3 separate regions of the Oryctolagus cuniculus genome follow, and regions 2 and 3 are each linked to region 1. A link is a contact called in public Micro-C data. All regions are on one chromosome and are shown on one strand. Each heading gives the region's core, a stretch centred on a gene start, on an enhancer-like site or on the middle of the called end of the contact. The rest is flanking DNA. Distances are from core to core; before and after follow the strand shown. Region 1 holds the start of ST7L (suppression of tumorigenicity 7 like). Region 2 has its middle 35 kb from the start of CTTNBP2NL. Region 3 holds the start of CTTNBP2NL (CTTNBP2 N-terminal like).

Region 1 (5,044 bases), core at 1,585-4,084:
CACCCGGCTCCAGCTCTTGTGGCTATTTGGGGAGTGAAACAGCAGATGGAAGACCTTTCTCTCTGTCTCTCTCTGTCTGTAACTCTGCCTCTCAAATAATAAATAAAAATCTTTTTTAACGAATGCATAGTTTTAATTGCTGGGATTAAAAAATTTAACAAAATCTCAACTTCAAATCAAATGGAATTTGCGAGATTTTTATCATATCAGCTACAGTTAGTCACTCACACTAATAAAGACAATGTGGTTGGTTAAAAGTCTTTACCAAATATGAAATTCATTAACATTTTGGGGTAGACTTACCTTACCAACTATGATTTGCTTGATATGTCATTATTAAACCATTTACCAGGAGATAAGAAGAAACAATCCCAAAGCTGCTGCTACAAAATCAAAACTAATGCTATAAAGATACTGACAATGCTCAGACATCTAATTTGTACTTTGAAATACATATGTATTTCCCCAACTTTAATTTAAAAGGCATTCTAACCTAGTTATAAAGATCAAAAAATCAACAGCACTGGCACTGGCAAATGCTTATCATTTGGGCACAATAACCTTCAACAGTTTAATGTCTAAATTCTTCATAAAAATTTGTTGTAATAAAATTTTTACTTAAAATAAGTGGACCATGATCAGCTGGGTTAACAAATTTTTATCCCAGGATTTTCACTATAATTAATTTTATCTGAATTATAGCTATTTGCCTTAAAACAATAGTTTTCTTCTCAGCATAAGTTCATATATAAGGCTTTCCCCCTGTTTTATTCATTTACACTTGATCTTAGCCAAAAGGCCGAGAAGTTTCTAAACAAGACAACCAAACTCTAAAGTGTTGTTCAGTGGCTTGTGCTGAGCACATTCTTCAACATTTCAAAATGGCACTGCGTTTATAGATAGGACATGTCAAATTACCCTGTACAGAGGATTCCTGGATCACACACACACAGTCCCCTCCTCTACCCTAATCTTTAAAAAATAAATAAATAAATAAAGCATTCAAATTTACAGAACACTCAAGGGTGCATCTTCAGTAAAGGCCACTTCGGGAAACAAGACCTAATTCTTTATCCTATAGTTAAGCCATTCTAGTTTCCACAGGCTTTCAAATGATGTATCTACTGAAAATCCTGGCACAGTGTTAAGAAAGATGTACAGTTGTCGTTAAAAAAAAAAAAAAGTTATTCCACTAAACGTAGAACATGATGCTATTTAAGACACTTTTAAAGAAGTAGACAAATTGATGCTGACACATCCAACTGTAATCTAAGCCATCACAGGGAAGCATCCGATCAGTCAGGATGCTTTGCCGAGACTTAAATTTATTAAAATGCTTATGCGGTATACAAAACAATTCTGGAATTAAAAAAAAAAAAACACAAAAAGCCATTAGCTATTCTTGATTGGTTAACAAGAAAGCAAAAACTTTTTTCCAAATAATCGTTAGGATGGAAGATGCAAGGGATGATGGATGGGGTGGGCGCAGAGACGGTAGGTACCCTACAAAACAATCAAGGGAGTGTCTGCGGGAAAGAGAGCGGTGTTCAAATTCTGCAGCAAATGTCCTGAGGCTTACACAGGTATTAGAGCGAATCCGTTCAGTCGACAGTACGTGAGAAAAGAAGTGGATGTGTAAGTGAGGCGGTCAACACTAGGAGACCTCTCCTCTCTAAGGACTCGGGACAGCAGAGATCACTTCCTGAGGAAGGAGGAGCAAAAGGGAAGTTAAGAGGCCACCCTGACCAGGAAGTGACTCGCCCTAAACTAGCCCCAATCATACTTAAAAATGGGGGGGATGGGCCGAGCCCCAACAGCTAAAGGCGGCCAAATAACTGCTGCTCCGTACGTCGCGACATCACCGCCGGCCCCTCTCCTAATGACCGAAGAGAGCCCACAGTCACGACACAGTAAGGAAAAAGTCTCCTGTGGAAGGAAGGCCACTGGACTGTGCCTCAGACCCTGGAGGAAAAGAGAGTTGAGTAATGGGGAACTGGGGCCACCGTGAGGCAGAGGGAAGCGTCCCGACCGCGGAGAGCGCATGCCACCGCGGCCCACGAACTTTCTTTTTGCTGAGGACACTGCCGGGCTCGCCACCGCAGCCGAGTCGGGCCCCTGTACCCTGTCGGGGCAGGAGATGAGAGAGAGGCGGACCCCTTACCTTCTCCTCATCCGACACCCGATCCTCGAAGTCGGCCATCTTGGGCTGCTCTGGCCCAGCCCGGCCGCGGGCGCGAGGCAGGCCGGGAAGAAAGCCGAGTGATGGAATCACCGCAGGGGCCGTCGGAAGGACCCGCCCGGAAACCCCGACCGACAGGGCGCCATGTCAGTTACGCGCGGCGGGGCCCGACCCTGGCGCCCGCGCCGCAGGAAGTCGGCTTTGCCATCAGGGATTTTTTTAGTCTAATATCTTTCTCACTGAGTTACGTTCGTTTCCCTGTTCATCTATTGGATGCTGGCAGAGAGTTTCGCCTGTCCTTAACGCCTGGGCTCCATCCGACCAGAGAGCGATCGCTACTCCTAGAGGTTTTCCTGGTATTAGTGATCTCCATGGCAGCCGAGTCCAAAGCGTTAAGAGCTGCTCGGCCCTTGAAACGACGCCGGGAATGGGGTGAAAGGTGACTCTCGTGTCGTTTGGAAGCAAAAACACTTCAGGGTCACATCCTAGTCCATTTCCTCCCAGAATACGTGCTGCCAGACGCCCCTTCCCTGTCCCCAGAAGGTCCGCCACCTTCCAGATCTTCTCGGTCCCCGTTCCCCCAGGATTCCCAGCTTCGCGGAGGCTAACTTCAGGTCCGCCACTATCCCAGGATTCCCGACTCCCGGTTTCCTGCCCTTCTCCCCTCCCAGCTCCGGGCGCCCGCGGAAGCGGCAAGATGGCGGACGGTTACGGCTCGTGTGAAGCCGGGGCTGCGGCGGCGACTGCTCCTGCTCCCGCTCCCGGCCTGAGCCCGCCGCTGGGCTGGAAGGAGCGGCTGCGGGCTGGGCTGGCGGGGACTGGGGCCTCGCTGTGGTTCGTGGCGGGGTTGGGGCTGCTTTACGCTCTGAGGGTCCCGCTGAGGCTGTGTGAGAACTTGGCAGCGGGTGAGAGACTCGGATCTCCCGGGGGAGCGCGGGGACGCCAGGAGAAGTGCCCGGGGCGAGGGCTAAGGGTGGAGACGCTCGGTAGCCGCGGAGGGCTTCGGAGAAGGTGTTGGCGATGCGCGACCGAGGGGCACTTCTCTCTCGGGCCGCAGCCGGGCAGCTGATTGTCAAACCCGAGCTGCCGCTGGCGGCTCCTCCCTAGAGCTTTTCAGATCCGCCCTCTTGGGTCCTCCTTCACCTGCGGAGAAAGCCGCCGGCCGACCGTAAGCTTCAGGTGCTGAGACCAAGAGCGCGTTCTCAAACTCGGAGGTGGAATTTCTATACCCCCTCGCCGTTGGTAGGGTCCCCTGAAAGTCGTTCCTTTGAATCTCCCGCCGCCCAGCCCTGAGACCCCACCCTAGACGGCGAAGACGAGCAGCTCTGTCAAAGATGCCGAGATCGTAGTCGACCGTTCTGTTGCCTTAAAAGCTCTTAGACTTTTCGCGATATTTTTGGTTTTTTAGACTTTAATCTTGAGTGATGAACACTGCAGGAGGGAGAAGGGAAGAGAGAGAGGAATAGCGGTGGGGTTGTTCATTCTTTTTTTTTTTTTTTTTTATCCCAATATTTGTGGAGCTTGCTATGTAGCCTGTGTTGAAGATACAAAGGCCTATGGGAGACCGTGATCCCCCGGGGATTCTGAAATACTATTCTTTCAGCTACAGACAGGACGAAGTAGATAAGGCCTAAGGCCTTTTACGCTGTCGTGACAGTATTTCACTTGCTCTCAGCAGCAACCTCAGAACAAGACGAAGTTATTTCCGATTTGTGATGACTTTGACAGTCAAAATCATGGTTTTATTTTTCTGTAGCAAGAGAAGACAAATACTCCCTTTTCTATTCCATGAGGTGACACGAAAGACTGAGATAATGTTTGGAAATATGTTTCTTTTTTTTTAGAAAATAGGTACAAATGTAAATTCAGAAATAACTAACACTAGACTGAGAAGCTAATTTGGCACCTGTAACAGGTGCTTCATGATATTTGTATGCTCAGTAAAATATTATTAACTGAGTTCACTGTTTTTCTACTTGTTAACTAGATACCCATTTAGATGAGAGTAGTTGACTATTATAAGGTTTCTCTCTTTTTTTTTTTAAACTCACAGTATTTGTGAGACAATTATTTGAAGTGAAAAATCTGATGTAGGATTTCAGTTAATCAGCTTTCACTTTGTTGCTCTGCCTCTGCAGCTGAGTTACCAAATGCAGACGTGGTTTCCTTCCGTCTAATTTGTGTTTCTCCAGAATAATTAGGGAGTGGCTGGAGGTTTGTTTAGCTTCTTATCCTTATAGGTTTGCAAAGTTCTTATCCAAATTGTGACTGAAAAGTCATGGAGTTTTATTCTCAAAAGCAAGCCAAATTATGTTATCTTGATTGGCTGCTTATAAAACCCTACCTTTTCATATGTGAATGCATTTTTAAGACACTATGCAATGTTAAAGTAGCTTTTTAAAGGTTACAACTTTTGGGGCAAGCACTGTGACAGCTGGTAAAGCCACTGGCTGTAACACCTGCATCCCATATGGATGCTGGTTGGTGTCCCAGCTGTTCTACATTCAATCCAGCTCCCTGCTAATGACCTGAAAAAGCAGCAGATGATGGCCCCAAATACCTGGGCATTTGCCACCCATATAGGAGATCCAGAAGAAGCTCCTGGCTTTAGCCTGTCCCAGCGCTGTTAGTGCAGTCATCTGGAAAGTGAACCAGTGGATGGGAGATTCTCTCTCTCTCTCTCTCTCTCTCTCTCTCTCTCTCTCTAGCTCTGACTTCTTAAATGAATAACTCATTTGTTAAATGAATAACTCATTTTTTAAGATGATTTATTTGGAAGAGTGACATGGGGTGGGAGAGCCATCCTCTTGTTCACTCCCCAGATGGCCACAGTGGCCAAAACCAGGAGTTTGAACTCCATCCACA
Region 2 (5,044 bases), core at 1,671-4,170, 290 kb after region 1:
CTGAAAAAATGTCTGTTCAAATTCGTTGCCCAGTTTTTAACTAGGGTGTCCTATTGTTGTTCAGTTGTAAGAGTTTGCATATTATGGATACTAGTCTCATCAGAGGGGCCGGCGCTGTGGTGCAGCAGGTTGGCGCCCTGGCCTGAAGTGCCAGCATCCCATATGGACACCGGTTCAAGTCCTGGCTGCTCCATTTCTGATCCAGCTCTTTGCTATGGCCTGGGAAAGCAGTGGAAGATGGCCCAAGTCCTTGGGCCCCTGCACCTGTGTGGGAGACCCAGAGGAAGCTCCTGGCTCCTGGCTTTGGATTGGCGCAGTTCCGGCTGTTGCGGCCAATTGGGGAGTGAACCAGTGGATGGAAGACCTCTCACTCTCTCTGCCTCTCCTCTCTCTCTCTCTCTATGTGTGTAACTCTGACTTTCAAATAAATAAATAAATCTTAAAAAATAGCCTCATCAGAAATATGGTTTACAGGGCCCGGTTCTGTGGCATAGTGGGTAAAGCCGCTTCCTGCAGTGCCGACATCCCATATGGGCACTGGTTTGAGTCCTGGCTGCTTCTCTTCCAGTCCAGCTCTCTGCTGTGGCCTGGGAAAGCAGTAGGAGATGGCCCAAGTTCTTGGGCCCTTGCACCCATGTGGGAGACCTGGAAGAAGCTCCTAGTTCCTAGCTTCAGTTCGGCACAGCTCTGGCCATTGCGGCCAACAGGGGAGTGAACCAGCAGATGAAAGATTCTCTCTCTCTCTGCCTCTCCTTTTCTCTCTGTGTAACTCTTTCAAATAAATAAATAAATCTTTAAAAATAAGAAATCTTAAAAAAAGGTTTACAAATCTTTCTGATCCCATAGGTTCTTTTCACTTTCTTCATGTCTTTTGAAGCACAGAAGTTTTTTATTTTAATGAAGTCCAAATTATACACTTCTTTGTTATAATCATCTGCTTTCTACATTATACACAAAGATCATGAAGCTTTCCTATCAAGCACAATAAATAATAAGTGGCACATCTCAATTCCATGTTATGGCAATTAAAGTTTTTTAAAAGATTTTAATTTTTTGTTTTCACTACATTTGAAAGACAGTGATACATATTCAGCCTGTGTGTGTGTGTGTATGTGTATGTGTCTGTGTGTGTGTATGTGTGTGTGTGTGTGTGAGAGAGAGAGAGAGAGAGATCTTCCATCTGCTGGTTCACTCTCCAAATGACCACAAAAGCCAGGGCTGAGCCAAGCTGAAGCAGGAGCCTCAAACTCCATCTGGGTCTCCTATGTGGGTGGCAGGGACCCAGGGACTTGAACCATCATCTGCTGCCTCCAAGGAAGCTGGATTGGAAGCAGAGGGGCTAGGACTCAAACCGGGCATTCCAATATGGGATTCAGGCATCCCAAGAGGCACCTTACGCGCTGTGCCAAACGCTTGCCTCCATGTTGTGAAATTTCAGGGGTGGAATTGATATGGGGGGCCAGGAGAAGGTAGGGGAGACTCTCTGCTTGGATTTTAGAATTCAAAATAAGGTTGAATATTAGCCACAGCCTCTGAGCACAAAGCACCCAGTTTTCAAGGAGAGCTAGCTCTTTGGGAACGGCTCGAACCTTAAAACTTACAGTAGTTTTGCATGGGGTAAAGCCACAGCTCCTAGTAGGAGTTCAATCCCTGGATTGCCCTCCAGGACGGGTGAGGAGGGGGAGGCTGTGTCAGACGGAAGGGATGGGACTGCTGGGGGTAAGCCCGAGGGAGGGGTGCAAGGAGAGTGACGCCTGAGGGAGGAGGAGGAGGAAGCAGGTCGGTCGGCCCAGGGGAGCGCTCAGACCCGCGGCGGAGCCCCTGCCAGCCAACAGGCAGCTTGGGGCAAACAGGGCTCCATGTGAGTGGCAAAGGGCGAGGCTCGCTCAGCCCTGGCTGGGAACTGTCCCCAAGAAGACCAAGAAGACCAGGGCTCAAAGCCTGGGGAGGCGGGAGAGCTGAAGGAACTCCCTGCAGGGGCAGCTAAACCTAACCCTGGGCAGCGAGGCAGCAGGTGCTCTGGAGAAGGGGCGTGGTCTCTGTCTCTGGGCGTGGTCTCTGCCTCTGCCTGCCGTGCACCAGGACTGCAGGCTAGAGTTCCAGGGACACGCGCGGCCTTAAGGCAACCGCGCTGCCTGGTTTCCTCCTGGTTGACGCGGAGAAAATGTCCCCTTGGCGGGCTGTGGGAGGCTTGGGGCAGAAGCGGGTGAGCAGAGTGCGGGGCGCAGCACAAGCATCTGGCGAGGGTGCGCGTTTCCCTCTCCCCCAGATGGAAATCAGCCAGGGGAACATTCTGTTCCGCTAGCCGGTCCCGCCCTGCTCGGTGTAGACTTCATTTCCTGTCGTCTTCCAGGAGGCAGCCGAGCCCCATGGCCGCCGCCTTAGCCTCTGGCTGTGCTGCCCCTGTGTCCCAGGGACTGAGAAGGCCCCTGGCTTGTCCCTCTCCCGACTTGCTCAGCCTGGGGGACTCCAAGACCTCCCCGGCTGCTGGCCTTCCCAGAGGGGTACTGCTGGTCAGTGTTAGGATGGGGAGGGGAGGGAGGCTTCCTGGAATGTTCTAGAAGTAAGCAAATTGCACCATCTCCTCCAGCTGCCTGGGAGTGCATTCCACGGAGGATTCCTGTAAGCAGCAGCATCGTGTTCCTCTTTCTAAGTGCCTCATTAAAAGCCCGGAGACAGACTCCCCATGCTTCCCTCAGCCTGGCGGGAGAGACTGCGCCTACCCGGGAGGGGGCAGGAGGTGCCCTGGGCCAGCCATTACCCCCCACTGGGTGCCCTGACCACAGCGACACTGGTCTCCAAGGCCCAGTTACTTCCCACAGGCATGTAATTTGGCCCGATTTACCGGGAAGTCGCATAAACACGAGCCACTTGCGTTTCTTCCAGTAGCTGCCCTGGGCTCCACGGGGCCCCCTCTCTCTTTCCTGCTGGGGAGCAACGGCTTGGTCTGGCTCCGGAATTTTCGATGACTACCACAGCCTCATTCCGGTAATTAAGACTCAGCCTTTTACATTTTTAAAACTTTCATCTCAAACCCGATTCGATGCTCTTCTCTCGTTCCTGCAGCGCGCGCTGGAGCTGGGCGCTGGCTGCGTGGAGCGCCGGTGCGTGTTTGAAGGCACGTCCTCCTCCCCCGTCTCCCAGGCTTTAGTGTCTCTCTTAGGGCAGAGCGGGGAGGGGTGAAGGCGAATAAGAACCCCCTTTCTATGACTGTAGGGGACAAAGAAGCATCCCCTACCCCTCCCTGGCTCTGTCTGGCTTTGACGCTGCAGATTCCCTCCATCACTGAGGTCACCTCTTTCCCCCTCTTAATTCGGCAGCCACCTGGGCAAGTCGTTGGCTTCTGGCCTTTAGCAGGCTCTGTGCATCTCCATGCGGAGCCAAGACCTGCCGGATGCCTCTTGCACTAGTTTTGGAGAGCCATGCGGTCCTGGGATGGGAGAGGCCTGCGTCTCTTTTCCAGTCACGCTGCCGCAGGCTCTGTTTCCCATTGCTGGACGGGCTAGGGCAGGGCCCTCGGCTTTCACGACCTCCAGGCCGGAAGTGGTACCTGGCTACTTTCAAGAGCAATGCCAGCCCTCAGATGCCCTCAGAGGGCGTGCACGAACCACACTGCCTTTCTTTCCTGCAGTGAGGGGACACGAAGCAGACTGGGCTGTGGTTGCAGGCCCCCAGGACGGCGAGGACCCCTGCGCCTCCGAGGCGCTGTGGTGAGTCTGGACTCCTTCTCTGTCCTACCTGGGGAGGAGAGCTTTTCCGCTTCCCTTCGGCTCTCGGTCCTGTTTCCATCCTGACTGCAGGTGGGCTGGGTGCCCGTCCGTTGGGAGGTGCTGGTGTGGAGGGAGCTGGCGCCACCTGCTGGCTGATTGCTGGTAACACGCTGGGGTTGCTTGGCTCCTCTGGGCTGCAGTTTAGGCGTCCCGCAATGTACAAGGACTCTACTCTTCCTCCTGGAAGGATTCCTAGGTTGTCTCAGAAAGCTGAAATTCTCTTTGACTGTGACCCTCAGCACTCGGGCCCTCGTTGGCAGTAGGTCCATGTGTATCCGAATGACCCTCTTCATGTGTGTCCGGGTAGCGTTTGCAATGTTTATGGATTCTTGCCGCATGCCATCCACTTCTGTCCTATTCGTGTCACATATTCGTCTCATTCAGGCCTCACCACCACAACCCCATGAGCCGGGGACCAGTTCTATCCCACTTTACAGATGGGAACACTAAACTGAGACACACAAGTCCCATAGCTGCCCAAGGCCTGGAGCCAGGAAGTGGTATGAATAGATGGTCAGAGCTCACAGTCCGTACACTCAGCCGCTGTCCTGTCTTGCCTACTTGGTTTTCTGCTGTGGTCCCTCTGCCCCTCACCTCTTTCCCTCCCTCCCCTCCAAGGTCCTGAATAAGCACTTATTTGTAGATCAACTTATTTGTAGATCAGGACATAGTATAACTTTTTGTCTGCACTAACACAGTCTGCCCAGCTGGGGCTTGTGCAAGATCTGAGCAAGCCCTGGGGAGACTGTGGTGAAGTTGCAAGTGGGCCAGCCTGGGGTGATGCTGACGTCATCGGCATAGACCCCTTTGCACAGAAGGCCAAGCTTTCTCATCAAATCCTTTCTCAAACATTTTAGTTGAATTTTTCCCAGGGAGGCCCGGAGGCCCCAGGCGAGTCTACCTGAGCACCTCTGTTCCCTCCAGAGCTGAGCATCTCCACTGTGTGTCTAGTACGTCCCCTCCTGTGTCTCCAGGCCACTGCCCGGAGCACAGAGGCGCTGTTCCCATGTACATGAAATGGGTGAGGAGGCCCGAGGTTAGCCAGCTGCCTGAGGTCACAGAGCTTGCACCAGGTCTTCAATGGCCAATCAGTATTAATAAAAAAATAGATGTTTCAAAAATTCTTTGCAGCAATGTAAATATATTTTCTAATTCCACTTCTCTATGAACTTTTTGAAGTGCCTTCACATTGGCTGATATGGGGACCTGGGACCGGAACTTCTGTCTCTGTCTCTTCGTGTGGCAGGTGCATCCTTAGCTACCTTCCCTGAGCC
Region 3 (5,044 bases), core at 1,826-4,325, 260 kb after region 1:
AAACTAAAACTTGGAAGACTTGATTTTCATTATTAGCAGCAAACATTCAGGGTATTTAGAAACAGGCTGACAAGCCAGGAGAGGGGTCAATCAGTTGACTAGACAAAGTGCCCCTGCAGACGAGTCTATACTTCTCACCTGGCACATCTCAACGCCAGCTCAATGGCAACGCCTGAGAAACGCACCAGTCTGCTCCACTCAGAAAAGCCAGCACTCAAAGTCAAGGTCTGCGATTTAACGGGCAGCACTACAAACACAAGTCCATTGCAGACTGTGTATTACGCCCACCATAATCAGTCCATATGATTACATTGGGGAGGCTGTTCTGTTTATATAGCTAGTGCCAGCTTAAAAGCACAAAATCAACGAAAAATCCATTTTGAAAAATTCTGAAATAAATCAGTAACTTATCAAAACCAAACACTCAGAGAAACTATCCTTCAATGGAAATCAGTAAACAATCAGTTAGTAGGCCCTCCTCAACTTACTTCATCCCCATTAGGTCAGTCTTAGAAAAATAAAATTCTGAAATGCACAGGTTTCACTTGGGTTCATAAGTCTGGTTCATATTTCATGATGGCAAAATTATATTACCTGGCCAGCATATGTTTCCTTATGATACTGGAGTTTTAGAAGCCCTCAGATAAGGAAAATCAAGTCAAATCAAGACCAAAAACATATGTTTATACTAATAAGGCATGCCATATTTTATCAGTACACTATCTTTCCAGCTTAAGACAATAGCTTCAAACTAAGTTCCTTAAACACTCATTAAGTCACAGTATATATACCACACACTGTAAAGGATAAAAAGAAGGCTCTATCTGCCCTCACAGAATCTGTAATTTAATAAGATGCACATACAAATTTTCTGCTTCCGAAATGTTTTCTTCATTTAACACACCAGACGGATGTTGAAAAAGTTAGAGGAGCTTTCCAAGACACAAAGCTGTATCAAACAGGTCCTGCTTAGTGTGCCAAATCATCCAAGAATGTTATTTGCTTTTTCCTCTCATTTATTAAGGCCCTGGCAATTGCCACCAACTGGTGTCCTCAGCCTCTTAGCTTATTTTCTGACCTCTGCCCATGTAATAAGATACATCTTCTTGGGATTTCCTGTTCTCTGTTTTTTTCTGCCGCTTTTGCAGCGAGGCCCATGTCTTTCCCTACTAGGGCAGCAGTGCACTCCGTGCTGCTGGGAAGACCCTGCACACACAGTCTTCTTGATGCTTTCCTCCTGCAGGTCCGGAAACAACCACTGAGCAGCTCAGCCAGCACTGAGAACCGCTCTGCAGACTCGGAACCCAACCACACAACACTCATTACCTCCAGGAAGTCATCTCAGGATGGCTATGCAGGGGAGTGAGAGACAACAGCCTACAGTCACCCTCTGTGATTCCAACTCCTTGCATCTCATTGCTTTGGCTAAATATAACAGCAGTGAGATGGACTTGGGATGGAAAGCAAAGCAGAGAAAAAAAAAAAAAGGCTAAAAATACAGCAGGTTTTAATATATAGAAGTGCTAAGCACAGATGGTTACTGAGGGCTCCAGGCCATGAACATCAGGCAAAAGGCATCACTCTGTTGCATCTGCTACAAATCCTTTACAAGCACACCACAGAGACGTGTGTTGGTATTTACATATGTTAATAGCTAACGTCCACCTTGCCTTTATTTACCCTTATCTCTGAGATACAAATTTTATTGCTGATATTCTAAATTTTGGTGGATGATAATGGCATTATAAAACCAATCAATAACATCCTATAGGTTTTTTGTGTCCCAGTAGGGGAAAAGCCACTCTAAAAGAGGGGCTGGGGAGTAATCAAAGGCCGAGGGCCCAGATTAATCATAAACCTAGACGACTGAACCTGAATTTTCTCCCCACACTTCCTGCCTTTTGTCTCAACCTGCAGTACAGCTTCAAGGTTAACTGGCTTCTCCCTGAGCAACGGGCTCAGCCCACCCAGGCCGGCGAGACCCTCGTTCCTCATTTATTTATCCACCCCGTTTCATTTGAAAACACGCTCTTGTTCATTGATTGTCAAACAATATGCCCTGTATTCCTACCCACGCGAGGCCAAGTCTGCAGATAGCCCACACGCCCACCTCATCGTGAAACACAAGGAGGACGGCTTCCCATCAAGCTCTCGGGGAGAAAACAGGGTGGAAAGCAAAAATAAAACGCAGCTCAAATCTGAAACGACCCTCAGAAGCTGGGCGGTCCCGAAGCAATAGAGGGAAGGTACAAAGCGTGGTGGGTTGGCGGTGCCATTTCTCTTTCTTCCAGAGTCTACAAGAGTCCCGAGGCAAGGGAGCTCTGGACTCCCCCACGGAGAGCAGAGGGTCACCGGGGCTGCAGAGGGGCTGCAGAGGGGCTGCAGAGGATGGGGGATGGGCAGAACGCAAGTGGCGAAGGCCGCTTCGCCCGTGCAGCTCGCCGTCTACTACGCGTCTTTGATTTTTTTTTCCCCCTTCGCCTCATCCTTCCTTTTTGGAAAACTGATATGCTATTACGGAGGAAACCGGCTCCGGTGCCACCCCGGCGAGCAGGGACAGGTGGAGGGAAAGCGGGCTGGCCCCCGGAGCGTACACGGCGAGGGTGGGGGCGGCAGCCTACAGAACGGGAACCTGCGATTCCCGCGCCAAGGCTGGGGCGCGGGACGGGAGGGGCTTCTAGGTGAGCGGCGTCCCGACGGAAGCCCCTGCCGAGGAGCCGGGAACTGGAAGGGGATGCAGTAGTAGCGGCGAGGACCCTCGGAGGATGAGGAGACGCCTCCTCGGGGAATACCGGGAGCTGGAGGAGGCGGCCCCGCCCCCTCAGGGGATGGCCCCGGGGATGAGAGCGGCCGGTGGCAGAGGCTACCCGCGCTCCTACGCCTGCTTTTCTCTGAGAACCCGGCCTCCCGCCACCGCCGAGCCCAGGCACCCGCCGCCCCTACCTTCCCGCGGCGCTCCGGGATCCGCTCCCCGCCGCCTCCGCCGCCGCCACCCGTTCCCCATCCACAGCCCCCGAGGTCCCGCCTCCCCAGCCGCCGGCGGGGCCACTGGCATTCGCCTGGGCCAGTCACCGCCTCGTCTCTCCAGCGCCGGCACCAATCCACGCGGGCTGGAGGAGGAGCTTCTCCAATGTCATTCAGGCTCCTCCCAGGGCCCCAGGATCCCTTTTGTTTGGAGAGAGCCAGGCTGGGATTGAGGTGGCGTCACTTCCGGAAGGAAGCGCCCTCCTCCTGCCGGGGCTCCAGGGTGGGCTCGTGCTGCCCCGGGCCCGGGGTCTGCAACTTTCTTACCTTTTGTGCAGTTCCTGGGCAGGGCCAGGGCACGAGCGCTAGGTTCTTTACCCTGACTGTACAGGAGTTTTGGGATTGGCGGGCGTCTGATGGCCCGATTGATGGGAATCCTATGTAAAATGCTAATAAATAAAGTGAGCTTTGTTGTCTGCTTTAAAATTAGCTGTTGAAAACCTGGTAAAGTGGCTTCCTGCTCTCCCTCCCTCCCTTTTTCCTGGACGCGCCTGGGTGTGGTGCTGGAAGCAAGGGCGCCAACAGGAAAGACCCGGGACCGACCACTCCTCTGTTTCAGAGAAGTGCAGAAGAGGATACTAGGTCTGGAGCCCCCGGGGCAGAGACACGGGATAGCACCCAGGAGGGCATAGACGTAGCCTGTCCGCCTTCGGGGCAGGAATGGAGCAATCCCAAGTTTGTGTGGCAAGTCTCTTGCCAGGTGAGGAGACTTCTTCGTGTTCCTGGTCCCTTGTACCGCAGGGTAATGGCGTTTTCAGTGAAGCGGAAACAAAGGACAGTGTGGAGGATGCAAGGAATGTAGATCTTAGTGGCAACAAGCTCTAAGAAGGACTTAGAGCCTGCAGACAGAGAAGATGCACCACTCTCTGAGGTCGAAGTTTCCTTTTTCCTAGGCGCACAGGTGGAAATTGATCGGAACCACACTATTTTTAGCACAGTAAAAGTACTTATAAGACAAATGTTTCTAATGTGTAATGTATTACCTTTAATTCAGTATTGCTTGTTTGAATTATTATTTGCAACACAGTCGTGGGGACGCACCCGCCATCCTGCAGGCAGGGCGCAGTTTACAGCTTGGGAGGAGGAAGTAGTCAGTCTGTAACCACCTGACCAGGTGGGAGTTTTTATCACGACATCACTGTGCAGGGTCTTTCATATCATGATATTTAATCTTCAGTGCTCGGGCCGGTGCTCTGGGCTAATCCTCTGCCTTGCGGCGCCGGCACACCGGGTTCTAGTCCCGGTCGGGGCGCCGGATTCTGTCCCGGTTGCCCCTCTTCCAGGCCAGCTCTCTGCTGTGGCCAGGGAGTGCAGTGGAGGATGGCCCAAGTGCTTGGGCCCTGCACCCCATGGGAGACCAGGAGAAGCACCTGGCTCCTGCCATCGGATCGGCGTGGTGCACCGGCCACAGCACGCCGGCTGCGGCGGCCATTGGAGGGTGAACCAACGGCAAAGGAAGACCTTTCTCTCTGTCTCTCTCTCTCTCTCTCTCACTATCCACTCTGCCTGTCAAAAGAACAAAAAAATAAAATAAAAAAATAATCTTCAGTGCTGTATGAGAACTCGGTCCCTATCCTGTAAGATAGGCAACATCGGGGCCAGTGCTGTGGTGCAGTGGGTTAATCTGCAGCCTTCAGCGCTGGCATCCCCTATGGGCTCCGGTTCAAGTCAGTCCCAGCTGCTCCACTTCCAATCCAGCTCCCCGCTGATGTGCCTGGGAAAGCAGCAGCAAATGACCCAAGTGCTTGGGCTCCTGCACCCACGTGGGAGACCTAGAGGAAGCTCCTGGCTTCTGGCTATGGCCTGGCCCAGCCCTGGTCATTGCAGCCATCTGGGCAGTGAGCTGGCAGATGAAAGATATCTGTCCTTCTCTCTCTAACTCTGCCTTTCAAATAAATAAATCTTTAACAACAACAACAACAAAAGACCACATTGTGTCCAACTTACAGAGGAGAAGACAGAGACTCAAGAGGGGTTAAGTAAGGTTATAGAGCTAGTAAATGGTAAAGAAAGCACCTGC

The links. Hi-C and Micro-C count contacts between places; a contact is called where the count stands out from the background.
Region 2: a Micro-C map of ear pinna shows a contact between it and region 1, with 5 times the contacts expected there. The contact joins the enhancer-like site here to the promoter of ST7L in region 1. A contact is called at or near these places in 2 of 6 Hi-C or Micro-C datasets (ear pinna and embryonic fibroblasts).
Region 3: a Micro-C map of ear pinna shows a contact between it and region 1, with 4 times the contacts expected there. The contact joins the promoter of CTTNBP2NL here to the promoter of ST7L in region 1. A contact is called at or near these places in 4 of 6 Hi-C or Micro-C datasets (ear pinna, psoas muscle, skin fibroblasts and 1 more).

The regions. Positions count from the first base shown.
Region 1 is chr7:57,702,876-57,707,919 of mOryCun1.1, forward strand. It overlaps ST7L (suppression of tumorigenicity 7 like), which reads left to right and starts at 2,835. Exons shown (of 17, transcript XR_007923918.2): 1 at 2,835-3,084. It overlaps CAPZA1 (capping actin protein of muscle Z-line subunit alpha 1), which reads right to left and starts at 2,307. Exons shown (of 9, transcript XM_070077873.1): 1 at 2,162-2,307. The coding sequence starts at 2,200.
Region 2 is chr7:57,995,716-58,000,759 of mOryCun1.1, forward strand. No RefSeq gene overlaps it. Among named protein-coding and RNA genes, the nearest start is that of CTTNBP2NL, 35 kb to the left of the region's middle. Within about 2 kb of position 2,921, at least 3 of the 8 cell types and tissues checked have an H3K27ac peak or open chromatin away from gene starts, as enhancers often do. A contact at or near this core is called in ear pinna, where this site is marked.
Region 3 is chr7:57,959,885-57,964,928 of mOryCun1.1, forward strand. CTTNBP2NL (CTTNBP2 N-terminal like) reads right to left here and starts at 3,076. Exons shown (of 6, transcript XM_008264666.4): 1 at 2,944-3,076.